2 separate regions of the Ovis aries genome follow, and region 1 is linked to region 2. The links are chromatin contacts, called in public Hi-C maps. All regions are on one chromosome and are shown on one strand. The core of a region is the stretch at or near the end of the contact, and the rest is flanking DNA. Distances in the headings are between cores, read along the strand shown. Region 1 has its middle 24 kb from the start of KLHL25. Region 2 overlaps AKAP13 (A-kinase anchoring protein 13).

The links. A called contact is a pair of places that touch in the nucleus more often than the background predicts.
Region 1: a contact with region 2 is called in a Hi-C map of mixed tissues, with 4 times the contacts expected there. The contact joins two enhancer-like sites. A contact is called at or near these places in 7 of 16 Hi-C or Micro-C datasets (blood, hypothalamus, liver and 4 more).

What each region holds. Positions count from the first base shown.
Region 1 is chr18:16,039,686-16,042,669 of ARS-UI_Ramb_v3.0, reverse strand. No RefSeq gene overlaps it. Among named protein-coding and RNA genes, the nearest start is that of KLHL25, 24 kb to the right of the region's middle. Within about 2 kb of position 1,634, at least 6 of the 54 cell types and tissues checked have an H3K27ac peak or open chromatin away from gene starts, as enhancers often do.
Region 2 is chr18:15,752,205-15,755,218 of ARS-UI_Ramb_v3.0, reverse strand. It overlaps AKAP13 (A-kinase anchoring protein 13), which reads right to left. Exons shown (of 39, transcript XM_060402005.1): 5 at 312-608. Among named protein-coding and RNA genes, the nearest start is that of TRNAW-CCA, 93 kb to the left of the region's middle. Within about 2 kb of position 1,543, at least 10 of the 54 cell types and tissues checked have an H3K27ac peak or open chromatin away from gene starts, as enhancers often do.

The DNA.
Region 1 (2,984 bases), core at 385-2,884, 290 kb before region 2:
AAACTGAGACAGTCACAAAAAGACAAACGCTGTGTGATTCTCCTTACAGCAAGTAACCAGAGTAGGTCAGTTCATCGAGACAGAGGGTAGAATGCTAATACTTTGATGCAAAAGAGACCTGGGTTCACCTCTGAGTTTCCCATAGACCTGAGCATGAACTTGGCTGGGCAACATAGATGCTCAATTTTCAAAAATGTTTATTGAACCAAAATAAACATTTTCTCATTCAAGTAACTAATTCATATTGAGTGCCAGGTTCCCTACAATTCTTGGAGCCACCATCCACAAATTTACAGTAGCCTCTGATTCCCCAGCCTAAGCTGGAATTGGTAAGCTGCCCTAGCCCATGAACATTTGGGAGTGTGCGCTTTCTCTGCTCTGCGTGTAAGGTCCTGGCAGCGTTGCAACTCTGGTTTCAGAAATGAGGAGCAGTGTAGCCCCACTGCCATTAAACTTGTCAAGTTTAGTTTCCCAAAAGGTACGTTGCACGTCTAACACTGCCACCTAACGAAGACCCTGGTTGGTTACGTGGACTCATCCAGCCCAGCTCAGCAATGCAGTCACTGACATTCACATTAGTCTATTGGGTTCACATCAGGGAGGAGCTGGAATTCACCCCTTGAGATGTTCATCATGGAAGGGTCTCAGCCATCATTTAACGTTCCCCTTGTTTTTATCTTATTCTAATTTATTTATTTATTTTTGGCCATGTGGGGTTTTCATACCAACCAGGAATTGAACGCATGTCTGCTGCAGTGGACGCAGAGTCCTCACCAGTAGACCAGGAAGTAGCACCCCCCCCCCCACCTCCTTATTTTTATTTATTTAGTTTCAGCTGCATTAGAACATCATTGCTTCGCCCAGGGTTTCTCTAGTTGAGGAGAGTGGAGTGGACGCAGAGTCCTCACCAGTGGACCAGGGAAGTAGCCCTCCCCTCCTTATTTTTATTTATTTAGTTTCAGCTGCATTAGAACGTCATTGCTTTGCCCAGGTTTCTCTAGTTAGGGAGAGTGGGGGCCACTCTTCGTTGAAGTGTGTGGGCTTCTCATTGCAGTGGCTTCTTTAGCCGCAGAGCGCAGACTCTGGAGTGAAAGCTCCATAGTTGTGGCGTGGGCTCAGTGTTCCGAGGCATGCGGATCTTCCCGGACGAGGGATCGAACCTGTGCCCCCTGCACTGGCAAGCAGATTCTTACCCACTTCACTACCAGGGAAGTCCACCACCTCCCCCCTTGTTAAAAATGAAGACACTGACACCCAGAGACAGTTAAGGGACTTTGTAATAGAAACAAAAGGTATAAATGGGGATCAAACCCAGACCTTTGGAGACCAAGTACAGACGAATTTCCACTACAACAGGCTACTGCCTGAGTTTTTAAGTCATCTCTGCTCAGGAACCTAGCCAATTTTCTTAGTACTTCTCCAGTTTTAATGTATGCACTGTCAAAGTAAGCGTGTATAAAAATGTACATTGTTAACTATGATAATTAAATCCTGGACTCCTCTGTACATTTTACTATAATAGCATATATCACAACATTTTATAATTATCTCTTTGTGGCCTGTCTCCCATTCCTCCCCCACCAGACTGTAAATTCCCTGACAACAAGGACCGTCTTGTTCTCAGGACCAAGCAGAGCAGCTGACACAAGTATGATCCTGGATAGATGGTAGTTAGATCGTTAACTGCGAATGAGACGTGTATCGTCTGTAATAACAAATGTGCATTTCATCTCTTAGCCTTTGGAGAAGCAAGTTATCTGAGAACGCTTAGGGCATGCATAGATGCCCCAGTAAATTGTCAGAAGTGTAACAGAATTCTGCAGATTCCTTGTGGTTTTTTGTTTGGGAGGCTTTTGTTTTATTGCTCTGTAATAAATTTCAAGCATCCTTTATGTGTCAGGAGACAGGATAACTGAATCAAATATTTTAGCAGGACCCAAATTTTAAGCATGTGATCTGCTATAATAATTTTCAGAATTAACTCAGTTGTTCATAATTCTTTATGTGCTAAAAAGCTGGGTGGCCCAGCCAATGATATATCCATCTGGGAACCAAAAGCAATTTCAGAAAAAGTCAAATCCTTCACTCGTGTTTCTCAGAAACCAGAAAGTACAGCTTAACACATGGTCCAGAGAAGCCCTTATTAGAAAATCCTCTCTTTTCCTAATTCTCTCCCTCATATCCTGCAAATTTTCAGCATCACCTTCTATACATTTTTGGTGCACTTCTGGATCAAAGTGGTGAAATCATATCATCAATGCATCTCCTCTCCAGCCTCAAGCCAATAAAATGGTACTAAATTAATTTTAAAGGTACAAACACCCAATAGAAAAGAGATGGAAAAAATACAAAAAAAAAGAAAAGATGAGGAGATGGGATACAAAGAGGCAAGAGATTTCAGCACAGTCCTGCAAGATAGTGAGCCCACTGAGACACCATAGTAACTACTGGGTGAGAAGTCCCAGCCAGGAATATCCTAAATGCTATTACACTCTGAGGCTCCCAGCATGTCATGCAGACAGAGAGACTCAGGATTCAGAAATGCTTGGTGCAAGTGAAATGTGAGGCTGACACAGAAAATTATAGAATATGTGCCCAGGGAGCCAGTGGACTCACCGCCTCACACACGCACATGTGGAAACACTGACGCCTGGAAGCAATACATACCTCCCCCACGCAAACCCTCAGACAGCTTCCCCTTAAAGAAATGGAATGTTCCAGTGGAAAGAAGCTCTGTGTTCTGGCGTTTAGGCACCCCGGATCATGAACAACAGATCTCTTGATCATCTTTCTTGAGAAGCCTCACCTAGGAAATGCAACAGGGCATAATCCTTCCAAAGGGGAATTTAGCAATTCCAAGGCAGAGGGCAGCTGTGTGTGTTCTTGACCAGAAGGTCAGCTTCTGCAAATCTACTGAAGCAGCATGAAAAAGACACGTGCACAAGGGTATTCTGTAATAGCAACTGACTGGGCCCAAATATCGT
Region 2 (3,014 bases), core at 294-2,793:
TGCTGCCCTCCTCATGAAGGATGGGCCTCTCTCCACACACGGGAGACCAAGCGTGAAGTCCAGGCCACGGAAGGGTCTCGAGCCACCGGCTACTTGAGAGCTGCCGCTGCGAGTGAGCCCTCCGTGGGGTCGTTTCCCAACAAGAACAGGCCGACAGCTTGGCAGGAGGACGCAGGAGAGGCGCCACTGAGGCCACTCTGCTCCTACGCAGCCACCATGGGAGACGGGAGGATCATCCCCCTAAGAAAGCAGCCCCATCCAAATACAAAGAATCCCAAGCTCAAAGGCTGCGGGTCATCCGAGCTCCTTACCGTGTGAGGCTGCGTCTGTCCCCAACACATTCCACTCCGCTGGCAGCTTCAGGTGCCTGAAGGCCAGGGCGACCTTCTCATCGAGGGAGTTCACGTCCGTGGACGGGGGTCCTGAGCGATCCAGGAAGCGGGTGAAGTTCAGGGCCTGCTGGTTGCCGGCGCTGGTGGCCAGGAACTGGGCTGCGTCGTAGGCCTCGTCCTGGATGAACCGGAAGTCCTCTTCTGCCACCACGAGCACGGGCAGGCCCTCTTTGGAAGCGCAGAGCAGCACCTTCACTGTCTCGCAGCAGTCATGACCTAAGGAGGCACAGGCAGCAGGGAGACAGATCAGAGCCCTCCTCCTGAGAGACGGGGCGGCGGCGGGAACCTCAGCTCTTCCTGCGTGACAAGCACACACCCCCTCCTGAAAGGAACCCCCTCCTTCCCCAAAGCTCTGACGGCAATCTTCCACACCTCACAAAACTCCATCTCTAATTCACTTTTCACAAGTGCTATTCGCGAAGATCAACTGGTTCCCCTGTTGTTGTTCAGTCAATCAGTCATGTCTGATTGTCTGAGACCCCATGGACTGTAGCTCACCAGGCTTCTCTGTCCATGAGATGTTCCCAGGCAAGAATACTGGAGTGAGTGGCCATTACCTTCTCTAGGGGACCTTCCCGACCCAGAGACTGAATCCGCGTCTCCTTGTCTCCTGCACTGGCAGGCAGGTGCTTTACCACTGAGCCACCTGGGAAGCCCCAGTGCGCCTACCAAATAACCTGGCATTAACAGTCTCTGAAAATCTCAATATGCACTAATCTGTTCAACTTGAACAAATTAAAGAATGAAAGCTCAAGGACCTTGCGATGAGGCCTACCGTCCAGTGGGAAGGCTCCTGAGCCGCCCTGGATCTGGAAACCCAGCAGGGTAAAAGTCACTTCCACGGGTTACCCAGCAGGAACTGGACTGAGGCCCCAGCACCCCACGGACAGAGCCTGGTAGGGCACGGTCCATAAGATGGCAAAGAGTCAGACACGACTGAAGGGACTGAACAGGCACCAAGCACGCGACCTGATTTCACCTCACTGTTATGAACTGACTCAAGGCGGAGAAAATGACTTTTGCTCTGAAATGCCTATTGTTTCCTGTAATGCAAAGAGAACTTCAAAGAAATTGCCCGGTTTGCACAGGGATGATGCAATGCCAGGGCCAGGGACCACGGTGCCCACTGCCCAGAGGGGCAGAGAATGCATAAGCTCTGACACCAGGCAGCAAGCCACCCGCCACCCTACAGAGCTCCACTGGTGTCTAGACCAGGAAGGTGTGAGCCCTGTGTCCGCAGGGAGGCATTCCTGGAAAATCAGATCTCCCTGGGGTTTTCAGCAATGTTATTCATTTCCAAGATGCGGAATGTATTCATCAAAACACACTTTTCCTCCACCTTTAGGCACTGATCTCAGCTCATTGGAACTATGCTCGTAACATCATCATTTCTTCCATAAATATCTTTGTGATGAGAAAAGAAACTGGAGTTGGTGTTTCTGAGTGAGCTGCGCCCCCTGGTGTGCTGCCTGAGGAACTGCAGGCACCTGAGGGCCAGGCTCCCAGAAACCACCCACATGGAGAGCCCATCCTGGCTTCTGGATGAGCTGGAGGGTCCCTGAGTGCCACCCTCCCAGACCACAGGCACAGCCAACAGAGGCTTCCCACCCAGCACAGCAAACGAAGCTTTCTGCTGTCTTTGAAAGAGAAAACAATCATTTTCTCCCCCCATGTGACCAACAAGAGAAATAAATTAATATTCTGCAGACTTCCCCCGACCCCTATGGTGTGTGTGTTAGTCGCTTAGTCCTGTTTGACTCTTTGTGACCCCATAGCGCATCAGGCCCCTCTGTCCGTGGGATCCTCCAAGCAAGAACACTGGAGAGGGTTGCCATTCCCTTCTCCAGGGGATCATCCCAACCCAGGGATGGAAGCTGGGTCTCCTGGCATTGCAGGCAGATCCTTCACCATCTGAGTCCCCAGGGAAGCCCCTTTCCCCCCAGGGGCCTCTTTAAAGGCTTTCCTTTGTGAGGAAAAGCCTCTCACTGGTGTGTAACCTAAGGATGGGAGCACGTGCCTATGACATACCAGGCATCTGCTGTGTCACTTTCTCAACACAACAAATTTATATGGCGTGTACTGTCTTCATGTCACAGGTAAGAAAACTGAGACTTCAAGAGATGAACTGCCCAGATCCACACAACAAATTTATATGGCGTGTACTGTCTTCATGTTACAGATGAGAAAACTGAGACTTCAAGAGATAAACTGCCCAGATTCACACAACCATGAAGCAGAATCTATCAGGTCTGATGCTAAACATCATGGTGTGAGAGCTCTGTAAAGCATCGCTTTTAAATAAAGAAGTAACAGTGACAGTTACGTCCCTGTCTGCAAGGAGCCCACCCTATACTTGGAATGACAGGCCAGTATGGCTATTAAAGCCAGAGGAACAGGCTCACGAACCCTGGAAATCAGTCTCCATACAAATGCCTAACTCCACCAGCTGCTCCCACTGCCTTCCCAGCTGAATTCCTTCTAGAAAGGCCGTGGGAATCAAGCATCCTCTGCCCACATGGGCGTGGCTGCGTAGGTATACTCAGGTATGCATTTCAATTCAAATATCCTGAATGTATACATCTATTACACAAAATGGAATTAGGGGGAAAAATAGTCATCTTT